Linked DNA regions of Mus musculus: regions 2 and 3 are each linked to region 1. The links are chromatin contacts, called in public promoter capture Hi-C maps. All regions are on one chromosome and are shown on one strand. Each heading gives the region's core, a stretch centred on a gene start, on an enhancer-like site or on the middle of the called end of the contact. The rest is flanking DNA. Distances are from core to core; before and after follow the strand shown.

Evidence for each region. Promoter capture Hi-C pulls out the DNA fragments that hold promoters and counts their contacts.
Region 2: a contact with region 1 is called in a promoter capture Hi-C map of the HPC-7 cell line. The contact joins the enhancer-like site here to the promoter of Ppp1r14d in region 1. A contact is called at or near these places in 9 of 39 promoter capture datasets (3T3-L1-derived adipocytes, the C10 cell line, the HPC-7 cell line and 6 more), 1 of 484 Hi-C or Micro-C datasets (embryonic stem cells), 4 of 115 datasets of contacts at active chromatin or transcription factors (all in embryonic stem cells) and 3 of 9 other capture datasets (adipose tissue, liver and pancreatic islet).
Region 3: a contact with region 1 is called in a promoter capture Hi-C map of pre-B cells, with 2.5 times the contacts expected there. The contact joins the enhancer-like site here to the promoter of Ppp1r14d in region 1. A contact is called at or near these places in 13 of 39 promoter capture datasets (the C10 cell line, the HPC-7 cell line, HPC-7-derived erythroid cells and 8 more) and 1 of 115 datasets of contacts at active chromatin or transcription factors (embryonic stem cells).

The regions. Positions count from the first base shown.
Region 1 is chr2:119,228,389-119,232,301 of GRCm38.p6, forward strand. It overlaps Ppp1r14d (protein phosphatase 1, regulatory inhibitor subunit 14D), which reads right to left and starts at 1,477. Exons shown (of 4, transcript NM_028104.4): 1 at 1,154-1,477. The coding sequence starts at 1,411.
Region 2 is chr2:119,489,596-119,493,436 of GRCm38.p6, forward strand. No RefSeq gene overlaps it. Among named protein-coding and RNA genes, the nearest start is that of Ino80, 14 kb to the left of the region's middle. Within about 2 kb of position 2,461, at least 29 of the 459 cell types and tissues checked have an H3K27ac peak or open chromatin away from gene starts, as enhancers often do. A contact at or near this core is called in the HPC-7 cell line, where this site is marked.
Region 3 is chr2:119,571,041-119,574,664 of GRCm38.p6, forward strand. It overlaps Chp1 (calcineurin-like EF hand protein 1), which reads left to right. Exons shown (of 7, transcript NM_019769.3): 4 at 728-855. Among named protein-coding and RNA genes, the nearest start is that of Oip5os1, 21 kb to the right of the region's middle. Within about 2 kb of position 1,736, at least 16 of the 459 cell types and tissues checked have an H3K27ac peak or open chromatin away from gene starts, as enhancers often do. A contact at or near this core is called in liver, where this site is marked.

The sequences.
Region 1 (3,913 bases), core at 227-2,726:
ATTAAATTCCCATTGGCTGGCTGTTCTAGTAAGTACCCAAACTTTCTAGCCAGGGGCCAAACTATAGTTCTAGTCCATGGTTCCCTAGCTGCATGACTTTGAACAAGTCACTTATGTATTCCAGTAGCCTTGAATTAACTAAGTAACTGAGGACGACTGTGAATTTCTTACCCTCGCCCCCAGCTTCTACCTCCCGTAAGAATGTGCTGCCATGAACCACGTAGGCTATGCCGATGTTGGGTATCAGCCAAGGCTTCATCCAAACACTCTACCCACTGAGCTGCATCTGCAAACCTGAGTCTCAACTCTCAGCTGTAAGCCAGCAGCTACCCACTGGAGCTTGGGGGAGGGTTAAATCAAATAATGCATGTCCAGGCTTCGCACTGTGGCTAAGACATTGTAAAGAAGTCAAAACCTTATTCCTGATGGAGCAGTTGCTCCTGCTCTGGGGTCAGAGTTGACAGAGTCTAAGTGAGAAACTATTTACTACTTGCCCTGTGACCAGGGGCAAGATCCATCCTTCCCGGGGCTGAGGTTGAGGAAAGGCAGCCGGAGCCACACAGTGCAAGCCAGGGGAGGTCACTGTGTCAGTGTTCTCACTGTCTAGCTCTGCACTGCCCATCCTGAGATAGTGGGGCTGGTCCACATCTGTGCTGACAATATGGCACACGAGACCATCAGCACTTTAACCATTTCTATGTGACTTGGGATCTAAATTTTGAATTTCATCTCATCTTAATTCATTTAAAACTAAAAGCCATACTTGTACTGATAGGGACAGTATTGGACAATGTGGCTTTACGCATGGACGTACATTGAAGAGACATAAAACAACAGAGTCTAGTCAAGCATTTACTCTTCAACTGTCATTTAAATCTCAGAAAGTCTTAGCAAAGAGATATATCAGGCATGGACAGCCCCATTATACAGCTCAGAAACCGAGTCTAGGACATTCCCAGAAATGAAATCAGGCCTTTTCCATAGCACAAAGGGGTTACTGAGGTGGTTGAGACTTCTCTTCCATCTGAAGAAGCATGCTCCGTTTCATATCAGCCCTCCAGCCGCCCTGGAAGTCTCTGAGGAAGCTCTCAGAACCTCAGGACCCAAGCCCAGATCCATCCACAGTCTCCAGCAGCCCCCTCAAGCTACCCACCTGGAAGAGTTCCTGGACCTGAGCATCTACCCACTGCTCCATCTCCAGCCAGCGCTGCAGATGACCCCGGTCATACTTCACCGTCAGCCGGCTGGGTCTCCGGGACCTGGGCAACTTAGAAATGTCCAAGTGAGTCTTTGACTCTGAGTCTGTGGACGATGCCCTCCTTCTCTTCTCAGAAGCCCAGTGGACCTTCTTGTCTGGGTTGTCTGTGCCAGGGCTGGGAGATGTACAGGAAGCAGGGCTTGAAGACAGCATGGAGAGATCAGACTGTGCAAGGTGCTGGGAGAAACTGCCAGTCTAGGCAAGAGAATAGAGGGAAATGAGGGGACAGAGAATGGAGGGAGAGGCCCACAAGGAAGAAAGGAGGTGGGAAGAGGGCCAAGGCTCTTGGGAGGGGCAGGGGTCAAAGATCAATAGGTCTCTAGTTAGTGCCGGGAATGAACTTCCTAGCCTCTCTCTGCCAGCCAGTGGCATTCAGAGCCATATCCCAGCCTCCATTCTGCAGCTGCTGGAGCCCACAGTAACATAAACCTCAAACAAGCAAATGTCAAGAGGCTAGCAAGCCTTGAGAAGAGGAAGAAGGAGCCTTTGAGTGCTGAAGGGTGTGGGGCTCCCACCTGTCTTCCGGGATAGCTCTAGACATACGGTGACTAGGCTCAATCAACTGAAGTCCCTCAGCATCCAATCTTCTAGGAACTAGATAGTCTATTGCAGGCCTGAGCAGCTGTGGTCGGATAATTCTGGTTCCTGCAGGGGTAGGATTCCTCCTCAAGGTGAGGAGCCACCGAGGGCAATCTCAGCCAGTGGATAGAGTTCACAGATGGCTACTTCTGTCCTGTGTCTGGGTGTGTCTGGATATTGGCTTTGCTGCTGTGATTGTTAAAGGCAGATTTATGCAGCCTGGCCTACAAGACCTGTTGTCATTCTTAGAAGCCAAGTTTATGGTCATGTGACCCTCCCCTGATTCAGCTTCTTCCTGATAAAAGACACCTTCAGACCTGACTTCACATAGGAATCCTGGACTGGTAAACAAGCTTGCCATTTAAAAGTACTTTCATTATTCAGTCCTTTATAAGAAAAAATTTAAATAACTTAATGTGGTTCATTTTGTCTTGTTTTTCGTTTTAATGAACAGCTCAGAAAAACAGATAGAAAGAAAGAAAGAAAGAAAGAAAGAAAGAAAGAAAGAAAGAAAGAAAGAAAGAAAGGAAGGAAGGAAGGAAGGAAGGAAGGAAGGAAGGAAGGAAGGAAGGAAGGAAGGAAGGAAGGAAGAAAGAAATTTTCTCCCTTCTCCAGATGTAACCCCCAACTCCTACCATCATTTTTGGCTTTAGTTCTCTTGAGATAATGACTGTCCTTTTATGTGGTACCATCTGGTGTGTGTGTGTGTCTCGGTACATGCTGAGGAAGCTCTACTACTGATCAATAGCTGATTGTACTTTGGGTCTTTTACATGTTAATTAAAAACATATGGGCTGGAGAGATGGCTCAGTGGTTAAGAACACTGACTACTCTTCCAGAGGTCCTGAGTTCAACTCCCACCCAGCAATCACATGGTGACTTACAACCATCTGTAATGGGATCTGATGCCCTCTTCTGGTGTGTCTGAAGACAGGTACAATGTACATAAAATAAATAAGTAAATCTTTTTAAAAAACATATTGCCGGGCAGTGGTGGCACACGCCTTTAATCCCAGCACTCAGGAGGCTGAGGCAGGCAGATTTCTGAGTTTGAGGCCAGCCTGGTCTACAGAGTGAGTTCCAGGACAGCCAGGGCTACACAGAGAAACCCTGTCTCGAAAAATATATATATTCTTATGTGTGTAATGCAGGTGAGCCCATGCCATGGTGTATGTGTGGTCAGAGGACGGCACTCTCCTCTTTCTCTGTGAAGGAAACAGCCTCTCTCTCAAGGCTGTTTCTGTGGCACCAGCTAGGTGGACTGTGATCTGGGTGATTCTCCTGCCTCTGTCGTCAAGTCACTGATAAGAGTGATGGATTGCAGATATGCAGTACGTAGCACTGGGGACAGTTTTTACATGGGATCCAAGGACTGCACTCAGGTCACCAAGCTTACTGTACGCTAAGAACTTCTATACTCTGAGCCATCTTGCCAGCCCTATTCAGGTTGGCTTTAAATTTGCTACATAGCTGAAAACGCTCCTGAACCAGGGGTCAGGTCCCTTTGATTGATGTCACAGGCAGTTGTGAGTTGCCTGTCTTCTTGTTGTTGTTAGTTGTTGTTGCTGCTGTTGTTTCAAGACACGATTTCTCTCTCTTGCCTTGGCTGTCCTGGAACTCACTCTGTAGACCAGGCCACCAGCCTTAATCTGCTCTCACTCTTTCTCTCTCACAACAACAACAACAAAATCCATATTTACTTTGTTTTGCTGTGATAAACACCAGGACCAAAAGCAACGTGGGGAGAAAAGGGTTTATTTCACATACGGCTACAACAGCTGCATTGTGAAGAGAAGCCAAGTTAGAAACAGAGGCGAGAGCTGACACAGGGGCCTTGGAAGAGTCCTGCTTGCTGGCTTGCTCCTCATGGCTTGCTTAACCTGCTCTCTTATCCCATCTAAGACCACCAGGCCTGGCACCACCCACAGTGAGCTGGGCCCTAAGCCCCATTGGCTTGCCTAAGCCAATCTTAGGGAGGCATTTTCTTAATTGAGGCACCCACTTTCCAAATGACCTCAGTGTTGACAAAAACAAAACAAAACAAACAAAAAACAACCAACCAGCACCCAGCCCACA
Region 2 (3,841 bases), core at 1,211-3,710, 260 kb after region 1:
AAGTCTGTTTTTAAATAGAGGGTTGTGCTATAGCAAATATTTCTTATTGTATTTACGTTAGTCTTGTTCTGAGATTCAAACTAACCCAGGGAGTATTTGAAAACATATTTCCTGGTTTTATCAAACATCCCCCAGGAGGACTAGGCATGATGACAAACATGAGTAATTCTTTTTTTTTTTTTTTTTTTTAAATATTTTTAAAGATTCATTTATTTGTTATATGTAAGTACACTGTAGCTGTCTTCAGACACACCAGAAGAGGGAGTCAGATCTTTTTACGGATGGTTGTGAGCCACCATGTGGTTGCTGGGATTTGAACTTCAAACCTTCGGAAGAGCAGTCGGGTGCTCTTACCCACTGAGCCATCTCACCAGCCCCCAAACATGAGTAATTCAAAAACTTGGGAGGTAAATGAATGAAGAGGACAAGGACAAGCCTACCTACAAATCAAGTTTAAGGCTAGCATGACTGTCTGTAAGTACTAAAGGACAGTGACTTCCTCAAGGCTGTTTTCTGGAATTTTCAGGGCACTGAGTCTATCTATTCTTGGCTACTTAAATTGAAATGTTAATTTTACTAACCTTATTTGTGACTTTTGTTATAGTCAAACGTGCTTCAAAATGCTCAGTGAAACAATGGCTAAAGACACTGAGCAGCGATTCCACAGAACCTTTAATTTTTCTGCAGGAAATATTGAGTGCATCAAATTCATGTGCAACAGTTTCATCCCTCCGCTTTATGTGCACCACTGCCTCACATTTATTAGCTACTTCTCTTGCTGTGATAAAATATCATGACCAAAGCAAATTTAAAGAAAGAGAGGGTTTTGTGTAGGCTCCAGAGGAACAGGAGTCCTTTATGGAGGCGAAGTGGTAAGCATTGTGGCTAGAGTAGCAAGCTTAGAGCTTGCAGTTTGAACCAACAGCAAGAATCAGAGAATGAAATGGCAATGGTGTGTGGCTTTTAAGTCTCAAAAGTCCCCAGGTATGTATTTCTTCCAGAAAGAACACACCCCCTAAACTTATCTTAATAGGACATCCACTGGGGACTGAGTATTTAAACATCTGAGCCTAAGGGGACATTCTCATCATCTCAGAAGGTCACTGTGCCTCATTCTTCAAGACTGAAGAATGGGAGATTGAATTGGGATTTGTAACTGAGCTACATAATGAACTTTCTAAAACACTAAGGCATGGTAGCAGGTGTTCTTAACCCCAACACTGGAGAAATGTAGGCAGTGTTAATCCCACTGGGAACACCACTACCACAATTTTGAGCCACATTTAAAGCAAGCTTTAATTAAATATCTGCCAGAAAGATGGACTCTGGTCAGGTCCATTCCTGGGTTCCCAGAAAATGGTGAAGAGTCACATCCAGTGGCATAAAAAGGCAACCCATAAGGCCACTGTATTTCCCATCAGATTCGACCAGGGGCAAGCTTATATGCTAACATACTTCCTGCCTATGTACCTCTGCCTACATCCAATCAGGCAAGTGTACAACATCCTAACAGATTTCCTGTGGATTACATGTGACCAAGCGCATCCAGTGTGGTTGTTTTCCCCCATAAAGAATTGCCGCCAGCATTTCAGGAGATATCTGTCATTGGGCAAGGGGCTTACAGGTTAGAAGGACTTTTCTTTCATGAGTCTCTTAGGCACAATAATTAAAACTTAAAACAACATTGGCTCTCAAAGCCAGAGCATCTTCAGCTAAATAGCCAGTTGAAGCTTAGCCTGAGCTCTGTGAAAGCCCCTTCTGGTTAAGGTGGGGATATGTAAAATACGCACCTTAGTTCCTAGTGCCAGAGTCCTAAACCGAACACTGATTACTATATAAAAACAGTTTTCTCTTCTAAGAGTTTTGAACCTTTTCCACTCTAAAGTTGATTCTCTTTTCTGTTTTTATTTTCAGTTCTGGGAATAGAACTTGACCTCCCTAATGCCAGTGTTTTAGGCAAGCAATCTACCACTGAGCCCCCTAAAGCTAACATACCAAACAGAACACATTCTTCCTGTGGTCAAACTAGCCACACCCTGACTACACTTCCCCATTCAAATTCCTTTAATTATGGATAGCAAATACCTGTGTATATGGATAGTATAGCCTGTGGGCAGGCTATACATTGTTAAGAAAATGCCAGCTGTATAATGTTACTCTGGCACAATAATTAGTTTGGGGCTCAAGAAACCAGAGCACCACAGGTTATGTGAGGTGGCGTAGCTAGTTGAGATGGCTGTGTGCAGGCTTTATTTTAGCATTTCAGGGTTATAAGAGATGGAATCTTGTTCACACCAGCACAGTGAGTTGCTGAAAGGTCTAATTCACTTGATAGGTGGCTGACTTAATCAGGGTTACACCATGACCAAAGCAACTTGGGGAGGAAAGAGTTTATTTGGCTTACAATTCCACAGCACTGTTTATCCGGAAGGAAGTCAGGACAGAAACTCACACAGGACAGAAACCTTGAGGCAGAAGCTGACACAGGAGCTATGGAGGAGGGCTGCTTTACTGACTGCCTCCTCACGTCTTACTCAGCCTGCTTTCTTAGAGAGCCAGGAACGCCAGCCCAGAGGTGACATCACTCCTCTCAGATGACTATAGCTTGTGTCAAGTTAACAACAACAACAAAAAAGGCAGCACAGTGGTCATTGACTTAGCACACTGTAGAGCCTGGGGACGTGGGGGAGGATAGACGAGGATTGTGCCTTCCTGAAGTTACAGTTGTGCTTTCCTCCCTTCAGGTGCAGCCTGCAGCACTGTAGCAGAAAAGCACTTGCTTGAGGTGATCTGTAGACTTCTTGTTTTAAATTCACTGGACTTTTTTTTTTTATTATTGCTTTGAGGTACTGGGAGTTGTACCCAAAGGAACTGTCCTGGAACTCACTCAGTAGTCCAGTCTGTCCTCGAACTCAGAAACCTGCCTGCCTCTGCCTCCCAAATGTTGGGATTAAAGGCATGTGCCAGTCGGGCGTGGTGACACACGCCTTTAATCCCAGCACTTGGGAGGCAGAGGCAGGTGGATTTCTGAGTTCGAAGCCAGCCTGGTCTATAGAGTGAGTTCCAGGACAGCCAGGGCTTCGCGTGCACCACCACTGCCCAGATAATCCTGGAACTCTTTATGTAGACCAGACTGGCCTTGAACTGACAAGACCCACCTGACAAAACTCTGCCTGTTGATTGCTGGGCCATCACACCCAGCCTAAATGAAGTATTTCTTAAATACTGTGGTATATTATATGGTCTAGCATGACACTGTTGTGTTTGAAGTGATATGAGAAAACATACAGGGGGTAAAGCTATAGCTTAATGGTAAAACATTTACCTAGCATATGTAGAGCCCTACAGTCAATCTCCAGTACTTTAAAGGGGGAGGGGGTAGTGCCCACATTTAATACTCAGGAGCCAGAGGCAGGTGGACCTCTGTGGGTTTGAGGCCACCCTGGTCTCCAAAGTGGGTTCTAGGTCAGTGGTGAGGCTTTGTCTCAAGAAGAAAAATAATTCACAGGGATTTTATCCTCACCCAATTGTCTTGAACTTACTTCCTCTTGTGTAACTAAACTTGTTAATCCCTCAGTAACCTTCCAGTTCACTGCCTGAAGCTTGAAAGGTGAGCTGTGGGGCTCAGCCAGTGGTCTAAGATGTGCTGGTCTCAGCCAGCCGTGGTGGCAGTGCATGTGGCAGCAGTCCAGCAGAGGCAGGCGGATCTCTGTGAGTTCAAGACCAGCCTGGTTTACAGAGTGAGTTCCAGGACAGCCAGGGCTATACAGAGAAACCCTGTCTCAGAAAACAACAAAACAATAACAAATACAACAACAAATTACACACACACACACACACA
Region 3 (3,624 bases), core at 486-2,985, 340 kb after region 1:
TGTGGTTTGGAAGAGTGATATGCTGGCTGTTCCAGAGTTCAAAGCAGAGAGAGTTTAAGTACTGACTTTCATGTGTGGTGCTGGCCCTACTTAATTAAAATCCACTTTATAGATATATAAGTAAATTCAGTTAATAACTCTGACCATAGTTAAGTCCTTTTCTTCTTCTTTCAGCCTAGTTAATCATTTAATAAATGAGAACAATATACTGTTTCACATTATTGGGGTGAGGCTTTTTAGATGGAGATATTGTATAAGTCCAAAAGTATTATGCATGCATATGGAAAGGAAGCTTGTTAAATGGACTTTTAGGCTACTCAAGATCAAAGTGTTGGCTATTTCTTAGTCCATAAGAAACAGTCACCATGGGCTGGTGAGATGGCTCAGTGGGTAAGAGCACCCGACTGCTCTTCCGAAGGTCTGGAGTTCAAATCCCAGCAACCACATGGTGGCTCACAACCATCCGTAACGAGATCTGGCGCCCTCTTCTGGAGTGTCTGAAGACAGCTACAGTGTACTTACATATAATAAATAAATAAATCTTAAAAAAAAAAAAAAAAAAAAAAAAAGAAACAGTCACCATGAATCTATATAGTTTAGTGGTGGATGGTAACCTAGCTTGTGGAAGACCTTGAGTTTGATTCTGAAACACTGCAAAAAGACAAAACATACAAACAGAAGATTTCCACCGTGATTGACATGGCGTTCTGTTATATTTCCTAATCAGAGAGGATCAGGTAAACTTCCGAGGATTCATGAGAACATTGGCTCATTTCCGACCCATTGAGGATAACGAAAAGAGCAAAGATGTGAATGGCCCGGAACCCCTCAACAGCCGGAGCAACAAGCTGCACTGTAAGGAGCATCGTCGTCCTTCTCTCTCCCCAACATCTGTGTGATCCTTTACTCCTTCTTCTTTCCGTTTCTTTTGTTTATTTGTTTGTTTGTTTGTTTTTCCAGACAGGGATTCTTTGTGTAGAATTGACTGGAACTCATCCTGTAGACCAGGCCAGCCTCAAACTCAGAGATCCGCCTGCCTCTGCTTCTCAAATGCTGGGACCCGGCTCATTTTCTTTTTTTCTTTTTCTTTTTCTTTTTCTTTTTCTTTCTTTCTTTCAAAGATTTATTTATTTTATGTATGTGAGTACACCATTGCTCTCTTCAGACACACCAGAAGAGGGCATTACACCCCATTACAGATGGTTGTAAGCCACCATGTGGTTGCTGGGAATTGAACTCAGAGCCTCTGGAAGAGCAGTCAGTGTACTTAACTGCTAAGCCATCTCTTCAGTACATAAGCACTCTTTCTACTGAGCAACATCTGTAGTCCCCACTAAGAGATTCTTAATGTTGTAAGTGCTTCCAATATTACCTTGCATATACTGAGTGTTACCTGCCATTGTACTTCATTTATCTCCTGTGTGCCAGACCCTGTAGAAGATACTAGAGTGACAGGGAACAAGACCCCAGGCCCTGACTGTGAGAGTTAATGTTGGTCATCCATCTATTTTAGAATTTCATAGATTGTGGATTTTACTAAAGTACCAGTAACAAAATGGCAGTTTCCTGTGCCTCTTGCCTTCCTTTCTTTCGATAGTTACTACATTGCCTTCTGCCCTGGTTGGACTATTGCCCAATCCCTTACAAAACTTTTCCAGGAAGCTGAAGTTGAATTTCTACTTTTCTTTCAACACAAGTTGATACTGAAATTGTGTGAAACTAATTGAGCCCAACTCTGCCCTGAAAGAGTGCATGGTGGTGCCCAGAAGTTTGTGAAGGTACAAATTAAATGGTGCTCCCAATGATACAGATACTAGAAGGTTTGAGCTCAGTGGGTAAGAGTGCTGACTGTTCTTCCGAAGGTCCTGAGTTCAATTCCCAGCAACCACATGGTGGCTCATAACCACCCGTAATGAGATCTGACGCCCTCTTTTGGAGTGTCTGAAGACAGCTACAGTGTACTTATAATAAATAAATAAATCTTAAAAAAAAAAAAGAAAAGAAAAAAAATATTAGAGCAAATTCAAGTGAGTTGGAGTACATGATGCTGCATTTGCATACATTTGACAAGTATTTCCTCCCATTTCTGGCTGTCGGACTGTGTCTATTCATCTTCTTAGGAGAAGTGTGGGTTCATTTTTGTTGGCATTTATGGTGCAGTTTGAGAATCACTAAAGTACAGGGAAGATTTTTGAACAAAAGTACTAAAAGACTCTTGAGCTTCACCTCTAATTCATGGTTCTTAAAGAAGAGCAAAAAATTTCAGTAGAAACAAAGCTGAATACAGACAACAGAATCCTGTGAACTACCCTCATATTTATTATAAACTGGACTAATGAGCCACATTTTCTTCCTTCAGTACCAAGTACTGTTTGCTTCATGCAAAGCCTTCTGTCTGCGGGTCTTGTGTTTTTATTTATTAAGTTATTTTTATTTCTTTTCTTTTTTGTTTTGTTTTGTTTTTGAGATAGGGTTTCTGTGTATAGCCCTGGCCTTTGTAAACTTTGCATACCAGGCTTGCCTTAACTCACAGAGAGATCCTCCTCTTTTGGGATCAAAGACATGTGCCACTACAACCAGCTTAAGTTATCTCTGCTGTTTGTATAGACAGAGTCTCACATTGTATCCAGACAAGTCTCAGACTTGGGAGACTCTCAACCTCCTGAGAGCCACCACATCCAGCCATGATTATTGGTTTAGCATATGCTAGTAATGTCTACCTGATCTTCATACCATAGTATAAACATTGTCTTGTGGGTCTCGAGACCAAGAGTTAATGAACAATTACATGTGATTCAACTTCACAGTAAACACAGTAAACACTTGGTAGTTTTAATGTTGAGCCAGTAGTTCTCTTTCCTTTTTCTTTTTGTTTGTTTTTTTTTTGTTTGTTTGTTTCAAGACAGGGTCTCACTATGTAGCTCTGGCTGTCCTAAAACTCACTATACAGACCAGGTTGGCCTCGAGTTCACAGGAATCTGCTCACCTCTACATCCAGAGTACTAGGATTAAAGGGTGGGCCACCTTGCCCAGCTTGAGCTGTTTTCTTCAGTGTGTCTGCTGATGGAGGCTGGATCATGTCTTTATTATACATCAAATAACAGGATGTGGTATTTGGTCAAAGAACCATCCTGACCTTGGATTGCTGAGGTGCACAATGATGATGGAAAACCTGGCAATGGATGCCAGTGAGACAGATCAAACCCATTTGCATTGCTTCCAGAATCACAGGTACCTGGATAATAGACGTTTTAAGAAAAAAATTTTTTTCTTTCTTTTCACAGTCATGTACTCCTTTATCTATGGATCCAAGGGTTAAAAGGAATATTCTACAAGAACCTCTGTTCTTGCACAGGGAATTATAGCTTTTCCTGAAGCAGCTTTGTGCATATATGAACATGGATTGCTCTTTTTTTTTTCCCCTTAAAGGCAAGGTCTCACTATGTAGCCTTGGCTGGTGTGTAATTGATATTTGGACAAGGCTGGCCTCCGAATTCAACTGAGATCTGCCTATCTCTGCCTCTTAAACATTAGGATTAAAGGATGCACCACCATACCCTCCTGAGCATTTCTTTTAAAAACAAACACTTCCTAGAAGCTGCAGACATGACTTACAGGTTAATA